Linked DNA regions of Oryctolagus cuniculus: region 1 is linked to region 2. The links are chromatin contacts, called in public Hi-C maps. All regions are on one chromosome and are shown on one strand. Each heading gives the region's core, a stretch centred on a gene start, on an enhancer-like site or on the middle of the called end of the contact. The rest is flanking DNA. Distances are from core to core; before and after follow the strand shown.

What was found. Hi-C and Micro-C count contacts between places; a contact is called where the count stands out from the background.
Region 1: a contact with region 2 is called in a Hi-C map of embryonic fibroblasts, with 3 times the contacts expected there. The contact joins two enhancer-like sites. A contact is called at or near these places in 5 of 6 Hi-C or Micro-C datasets (ear pinna, embryonic fibroblasts, psoas muscle and 2 more).

Annotation. Positions count from the first base shown.
Region 1 is chr7:31,118,632-31,122,971 of mOryCun1.1, forward strand. No RefSeq gene overlaps it. Among named protein-coding and RNA genes, the nearest start is that of RCSD1, 28 kb to the left of the region's middle. Within about 2 kb of position 2,905, at least 4 of the 8 cell types and tissues checked have an H3K27ac peak or open chromatin away from gene starts, as enhancers often do.
Region 2 is chr7:31,040,179-31,044,269 of mOryCun1.1, forward strand. RCSD1 (RCSD domain containing 1) reads right to left here. Exons shown (of 6, transcript XM_008264120.4): 2 at 890-991. Among named protein-coding and RNA genes, the nearest start is that of TRNAP-CGG, 26 kb to the left of the region's middle. Within about 2 kb of position 2,608, at least 3 of the 8 cell types and tissues checked have an H3K27ac peak or open chromatin away from gene starts, as enhancers often do.

The DNA of each region.
Region 1 (4,340 bases), core at 1,655-4,154, 79 kb after region 2:
CTGCTCTGGTCTGATTCACACTCCTCCAGCCTGGAGCCTCAGCTGTGGGCTAGGTGGGAACGAGAACATCACAATGTGCTTGCAAGACTTGCACTTGACTGCACTAGATGAAGATGAGAGGGACAGCTGGGCTTCTGATAAGGATGGGCAAGTAGAAGTAGGTACTCAGCTTCCAGAAATACATCAGGTCCCTGTGGGCCTCGCCCCTGCCCAAGAGGAGCCGCAAGCGGATGGTGAGGGCCAAGAACTTGGCTGGAGGTCGTACTTGATGAGTTTAGTTTCCCACATTAGCAGCACCTCTCTCCAGGGCTGTAAACTGATATTCAAGAATGCTGGTTGGGGCCGGCGCGCAGTGGCTCACTTGGTTGATCCTCCGCCTGCTGGACTGGCATCCCATGTGGGCTTCAGGTTCTAGTCCCGGATGCTCTTCTTCCAGTCCAGCTCTTTGCTGTGGCCCGGGAAGGCAGTGGAGGATGGCCCAGGTGATTGGGTGCCTGCACCCGCATGGGAGACCAGGAGGGCGTGCCTGGCTCCTGGCAACGCTGGCCATGGCGGCCATTTGGGGAGTGGACCAACGAAAGGAAGATCTTTCTCTCTGTCTCTCTCTCACTAACTCTACCTGTCAAATGAGTAAAAATAAAAATAAAATAAAATAAAATAAAATAAAATAAAATAAAATAAAATAAAATAAAATAAAGAATGCTGGTTGTAGGATTTGCACGGAGATTGCCACCTACCTGCTGGCACAATGTCCTGTGGTTTTTGATTTGTTAAGAAGGCTGCTCCTGATTCTTGCTGGTCTTTCAGGTTGTTGTCAGGCCCAGGGCAGTCCAGCAGAGAGGTTTTTCCCAGCATTCTTAGTGGGGACTGGAGCCACCAGAACTATGATGCCCTGAACTTGAACCAACAAGCCATTCTTCCCCAGGCACCTTTGACTCCAAAGGTCAGGCCAAGAGCCCAGAAGCCCTGATCATGATCCTGGCATTTTATCCACACAATGGCCTGCACTGTTGTGTTTCCCAGATGCCACTGGCTGTCCTCCCTCCAGGTGCCACTGATCCACTGTGTTTGTAAAAAGACTCCTGGGCTGTGCCGGCGTCCCTGCGGGCCCTGTCTCTGCTCAACCTTGGTGTGGGCTGATGGATCCCTGTGAAGTCCAGTGAGACAAGAGACGGTGGAGGGGTCTACCCAGTGCTCCTCTGTCACAGGCTACTCGGCACGGGCAAGGCATAGGCGCTGGGTGGGAGAGAGAGGATTGAGTGTGTGTTCTGTGTCAGGCAGGCATTGTGCTAGCCCAAAGTCTCGATAATCCCAGAGGCGGATACACACTCTCCCTCTTTTTAAGATTTAGTTATTTATTTGAAAGAATTACACAGAGAGAAGGAGAGGCAGAGAGAGGGCGGGGGAGAGAGAGAGAGAGAGAGAGTCTGGCCCTGAAGTTTGTATCATCTTGGCCCAATATCATTACACAAACCATTCTAGTTAAAGGGAAATTGGGAAATGCAGTCATTAGCTCAGTTTCTAAGTATGCAGTAAACAATTTCTATTACTATAAAAAAAAAAGGGGGAGAGAGATATAGGGTAGGAGTCTGACCTCGTGGTTAAGATGCTGTGGTGTAGGAGGTAAGGCTACCTCCTGTTCATCTTCTGTCTCTGACAGTGCACAGCCCCAGACCTGCACATGTGACACCGATCATCACGGTGCTTATGGGATGCACTTGGCTCACTGGATCGAGATGTTTAAATGGAGCCAGAATGCGTCCAAAGAGCTGAGGGTGTAGACACTACGCCAAGCCTGCTGAGCGCGGAGCAAACCAGTGAGCGCCTTCCGGGAAGAGGCTTCCTGGACGTGACTGTTCCTGCCTGGCTTCCTAGCAGAACCAGGGCAGGGAGCCAGCCAGGGCTAGGGCTAGGGTGGGTGGTGTCTGAGCCACACTCACGGCCGGGAAAGCATGGCAGAAGCAGAGACCTGCCCACAAGGTCGTGTCCGGCCGCCGTCCATCCTGGCTGGGCTTCCTGGTACATTGCAGTCTCTCGCCTTTGGCCCCTGAGCTCCGAGCAGGCACATGGTCCAGGCACTGGATGAGTCCTTCTTTGAAATTTGGAAAATGTGGTCAAAGTAGGTGTGGGGACAGTGCCTCCTACTGTTTCCTGCCCCTAGATCCAAGGCCAGGGAGCTGGGTGCCAGGGACAGCCCGTTTCAACCCGGGGAGGGTGGGGAGCGCCAGCAGGGCTCTGTTCAGGTCAGGAAGCCGGGGACAGCGTCAGATAGGAAGCGCTGACCGCATCCTGGGGCTGGGTCTCAGGAAAGCAGGGACAGGAAGGAGGCAGCAGAAACCGCTCTGTGGATGTTGCGCAGAGGAAGGAGGTGACCCCAGGTCCCTTGCACCACATGCGGGCACCGTAATTGGGGAAGTGCGGGCTCCTCCCCCTGCCTTCAGAGGCGGGGCCGACCAGGGCAGGCCGCAAGGCTCTGAGGTTCTGCTTCTCCCCTGCCCGGGATGGGCTCCCAGTCGAGGGAAAGCTGTGCAGTTCTACGCACCCCGTGCCTGTAAGCATGCATTCATGAACACACGTATTGAGCACCACTGGTGTCAGACGAGGCCCCGCTGGGTTAAATCCTCAGCTACAACACCTGTTTCCTCTTCTACACAGCTCCTGTGAGATGATACTTGGATTTTTCAGGCCAAGAACGGGCTCAGCGGCTTCCTGGAGCCATGTGATTCCAGGTCAGGCTCCACAGATCCATTGGTCGGGACCCCTCCGTAGCCACAGGAGATGCAGCCGGTCCTGCCTTCTGGGAGAGACAGCTGTGGACTCAGACCGGCAGCGCGGGTCTCGATCCAGAGACCCTGCCTGCCCAGCCGGGAACGCCCAGCGACTGCCTTTCTCTCTGCGCTGCTCCCAGCCACAGATTCGCTTCCCGCTCGCGGTTCTGTGCCACGAATATTAGAAACTGCAGCGATAGCGCCCTCGTGTGTCAGGCACACCCTGCAGCTCTTTCTTACAACGATGTTCAAAGCAAGGCTGATCGTGTAACAACGCAGCACAATTCGAGAAAAAATAGACCCAAACACGGGCCCAGACCACACAATCCAAGCAGGCAACTCGCTGATACATTTCAAGGATAAAGTTCAGAAGGGCTTAAAAAGAAAAAAATCTGTGCGGACTGCGTGTTCTTGGAAAAGTGGTCCCGGATGTCATTTCTCTGCCTGAGCTTTAGATAACGCGAACACTGCAGAGTGAGAGGTTGCAATCTCTTGAAAGAAGCCGGTGTGCTGTCGATAAAAAGGAAGACGGTGTTTGTAATAACCACAGGGGAGAGAATAAGTCTCTTGAAGAGAATTAACCACCCAGACAAAGGGCTCCCGGAGTCCACGTGGTCTCAGCAGAGGCCGCAGTAAGGGGAGGCCTGGAAGCAGAAGCCCAAAATTGTTCCAGAGAACCGTTGAGGTCGTATCGTTGGATGGAAGTCACGATGCGCAGAGGCACAGAGGGGAGACTGTGTTTCACAGTAAAGCTTTAAATTCGGGGCCTAAGCTGCGGTATAGCGGATAAAGCCGCCGCCTGCAGTCCCGGCATCCCATATGGGTGCCAGTTTGAGTCCTGGCTGCTCCACTTCCGATCCAGCTCTCTGCTGTGGCCTGGGAAAGCAGTAGAAGATGGCCCAGGTGCTTGGACCCCTGCACCCATGTGGGAGACCTGGAAGAAGCTCCTGGCTGTTGGCTTCAGCCTGGCTCAGCTCCGGCCATTTTGGACAACTAGGGAGTGAACCAGCAGATGGAAGACCTCTCCCTCTCTGTGTAACTCTGACTTTCAAATAAATAAATCTTAAAAAATAAAAAAAGTTTTACATGCTGCCTGAGGACCTGCACTAGAGGAGCTGGCAGGCTCCAAACACGAAGGAAAGATAAGGAAAAGTCACTTGCCTGATGTGATCAGCTTATGCCTGGTGTATGTGTTGAAATATTGCCCTGAGCCCCATAACAATGTGCAAGTATTACCGGTTAATCCAAAATTTACAAAAATAATGTTTAAAAGGTCAAAAAATGGAAAATAAATAAATATGCCTTCTCCTCCACTGGAGAGAGAGAAACAGAGAGAGAGGGGGATAGAAAGAGAGACATTCCATCCGCTGGTTCACCCCCCAAATTTCTGCTATAATTGGGACTGGGCCAGGCTGAAGCCCGGAGCCAGGAACCGAACCTGGGTCTCCCACATGGTGGGAGGGCCCAAGCACTTGGGCCGTTTGCTGCTGCTTTCCCAAACACATTAGCAGGGAGTTGGATCAGAAGCAGAGCAGCCGGGACTGGAACCAGTGCTCCAATATTGGATACTGG
Region 2 (4,091 bases), core at 1,358-3,857:
CGGTTTCCTTCTTGTTGGTTTACTGGCTGGTGTCTAGAGGGAGGGTGACGGACAGACACACAGAGAGAAAGAGAGAGCTGATCAGGCCACAGGGAGGAAGAAGTGGTGGGAATGGCGTTAGGCGAGTGTGGGGGTGTCTGGAGAACGGAGTGGAGGGAGGGGATGGTGTGGCTTGGGGACCGCCGCTAGGTAAATGAGCGCCACCTAACGGCCAGTCCATGCCGGCGCATCTCTCCCATTCCTTTCCTGCTAGAGCACCCCTTTTTACTTGCAAGCCATGGACCGAAACCATCGCAAAATGACCTCCACAGCCGGCCTGCAGCCAGTGCCATCTCCTTTCTCCTCTGTGGCATGCCTGCGATGTCTAGAAACTCTGGAGACGCAGATGCACCTCAACCTCAGGCAGCGAGGCGGGCCAGTTCTCACTCTTCAGGAATCCGCCGGTCCCTGGGCGCCTGTCCTTCCTGGCCCTTGGTTTTCCGTCTGAGTGCGCTTCCCCTCCAGTCCCCTCTCCTTTCTCCAGGCTCCGATCTTGAGAGTGCCCGGCCCTGCTTGCTGCTGACTCCTAGGCTATAGGCAGGAGCTGGGCGTGGGGACCTCTTATTTCTGAGCCAACCCAGGCCTGGTGCAGCTGGGCAAGACCTAAGCCTGTGTGGGTGGATGATGGAGAGGAAACTGAAGCCATCTCCCATCTCTGAGGGCTGGTCTTTCAGCTCAGCCCGGTCCCTGGACTTGGCACACTCACAGGGACCCTCTCTCACTTTGCTTCCTAATTTGGTCATGACCAAGCCTCTTCCCTCTCTCTCTTCGGGGGGGGGGGGGGGCTGCCCCAGTCTTTGCCTTCCTCCAGCCCCTCCCAGAGATGGGGCTCTGGATACCCCAGACTTACCTCTTTCACAGCAGCCGCCTGCTCCCTAAAGCGCCCAGCCAGCTGAGCCACCGAGGGGGTCGCCGAGCTGTCCACACTGGCCTTGGTCTCTGCCGGTCTTTCCTGGCAACAGAAGCAGAAGGGAATGTGAATTAGCACACGTGCCCTGGGCTTCCCTACCCAGGTACCAGGCAGGGTCCTTGTTTTGCGGCCACAAGCAGCTGTGACCATGCAAGGCAACAGGGTATGGTAACATCGTTTGCCAACTCACTTCTGCATTTAAAGCTTTCTAAACACCATCCAGTCAACCACATTTGGTGACCATCTACAAAGTACTTGGCTTTGGGTGTGGCTCCGTGGACCTGGGGACAAATACAATTTGGTCCTGTCCTGGGGGGTGTGGCCTGGGATTTTGGAGGCAGCACAAGCCCCAGGCTTCTCATCCCACAAAGGTCTCGGCAGAAGAAGGCTGTACCAGCCACAGCACGGGCGTCTCACTTCCTCGTTCAGCTCCTTTGAAAACTGGAGGCTGCCGAAATGCACCTGGACGGAGGGGCCTTTAGCTATATGAAACGCACTGAGCAAATGCGCTTTATTCAATGTTTTTAAAGCTGTATTAATTTGAAAGGCAGAGCTACAGAGAGGGAGAGAGAGAGAGAGAGAGAGAGAGAGAATCTTGCATCCGCTGGTTCACTCCCCAAATGGCTGCAATGACTGTGGCTGGGCCAAGCCAAAGCCAGGAGCCAGGAGCTTCTTCTGGGTCTCCCACATGGGTGCAGGGGCCCAAGCACTTGGTCCATCCTCCACTGCTTTCCCAGGCCATCAGCAGGGATCAGACCAAAACTGGAACAGCCAGGACTTGAACGGGTGCCCCTATGAGATGCCGGCACCACAGTCCACAGCTTTAACCCGCTGAGCCACACCGCTGGCCCCTGTATAGACTGTGAGTTCCCTCTACCTCTTCCCTGCCTCAGGTCTCAACTGTAGCCGGGAGAATGTGGGCAGCCGTTTGTTTGAGAAAGTCCATCTCCACCTTTCCATGGGTCTCCTGCATGAACACAGCACGGTTCTCTCCAGCAGCAGCTTGCTCACTGCACAGCACACACACACACACACACACACACACTCCTCTTTTTATGCTTAGGGTGTCTCCAAGCTCTCTTACTTGCACGCATCCTCCAAAGTCAATATCATTAGTCTTCCTATGATGTTGGCCCCTTGTAGCGGGGCAGGGGAGGGCCCTCCTACCTTCCCCCACCAACTTCAGGCAGTGACGTTAAGGAAATAGGGGCGGAGGTTTGAGAAGGAGGCCTTGTTTAGAGATGGGAAGGATGCCTGCAGGGGCTATGAACCTGCTGGTCTGTGAATGGCTGTTCTGAAGGAAGGGCCAGGGCCCTCTGCAAGCTCACCACAGGTCTGGCCCGAACACCCATGCTGACTTTGCATAAAGAGGTACAAGGAGTCACCTCTCTACAAGATGCCGGATTTCCTCACCACGCTGGGAAAAAGCCATGGGGGGCTGAGACCCCACCCCAATTCATGCACCTGTCTGACTTTCTCGCTTGCTACGCTAGGAGCCATCAGAGGCCGGCACTTTGCCCTCCTGGAACAACGGAGGCTTCAGGGAGCATGCGTGGTCAACCGAGCTGCTCTTGGCAGAGACGCTGGGCCGGTCAGTGTGTCCATCTGTCTTGCTTCCTGCCCACGGAACGGATCGGCCCTGCTGTCCGCTGCTATTTATTGCACGAATCCTGCTGACGGCGCACTTCATCTGGGCTTTAGAGGCGCCAATCACTGGCTGTGCAGGAAGATACACTCCAGTTAAAAATAGGGCGGTGTAAGAATCCAACAAGTCCTCCCTCACTTCCCCGTCTCAAACGGGGCTTGGCGAGGGGCTCAGAGAACTAAGAGGCTCTGGAAGCATTTAGGGCTTCACAGGCAGGGTCGGAGGAAAGACTAAAAATGTGTCTGTGTTTGCTTTCTTGGAGTGGAGGAGCCAAGGGAGAGGGGGCCGGCCCAGACACGCCCCATCCCCTGAGGCAGGAGACAGACTGATGCCTGTCTCCTGCCAGTCAGGCATACTAAAAGCCAGAGGGGGCAGGTCACCTAGCCAGCGTCACACAGGAGAAGCCATCTGAGGTCATGTGTGACGCATCTGATGCCAACTTCTGAGCAGCAGGCAGTTCTTTTTTTTTTTTTTAAGATTTATTTTACTTATTTGAAAAAGTTACAGAGAGAGAGAGAGAGATAGAGAGGTCTTCCATCTGCTGGTTCACTCCCCAAATGGCCGCAATGGCCAGAGTTGGGACAATCCAAAGCCAGGAGCCAGGAGCTTCTTCTGGGTCTTCCATGCAGGAAGACCCAATGTCTTGGGCTATTCTTTACTTCTCTACTGCTTTCCCAGGCCATAGGAGAGAGCTGGATCAGAAGAGAAGCAGCCGGGACTCCAACCGGTGCCCGTATGGGATGCCGGCACTGCAGGCTGGGGCTTTAACTCACTGTGTCACAGCGCAGGCCCCCTGCCTTGCGGTTCTGGCAGAGGCAGCTACTAACCCGCTCCCACAGGTTCAAGGCCACGCCGACTCAGCCCTGACACTGCCTTGGTTAGCTCTCACCTTGACTGTGTTCTGAGAAGGACTTGGTGGTCCTTCCCACCCACTCCAGGATGAAATGGTTCTTGGTTCCTGAGAAGTCCACTAAGCACAGAGCCCAATACATAGAACATGCTCATTTAAAGCTGGTTTCTTCCCCCGTCCTCCCATCCGACCCAGTAAGCCAGTATCAGGGCCTGGGCACCTGCTCCCAGGCTCGCTAACACCTTCCAGTCACCCCCACAGACCACACCCTGCTGCAGGTCCCCGTCACGCCAGCCGCTTGCTTCCACTCTGTGTCTCGGTCACTGCCTAGAACTCAGTTTGTCTTCCTCCTCGGACTGATCTCTGTGCCTCACGTCTGTTCTCAGAGTCATCTTCCTTTGTGTCTGGCTTCAGCCCACCAGTGTCTGCACAGATTTCAGGTCTCTACTCCATCCGCCTGGTTCTGGGACTTGCTAAACAAGCCCTTCCTGCCACTGTTCCAGCCTGCTGTGCCAACTGGGTTGGAAGGCAGCCTGTGGTTACAGCTTGACTTTGCCAAGGCCAGGAGAAAGTCGCTGCTGGTGTTTCCATTTCTAAGGGACTTTCTCCCAAGAGCTGGAGAGTCCCGTGTCTGGGCAGCATGGAGC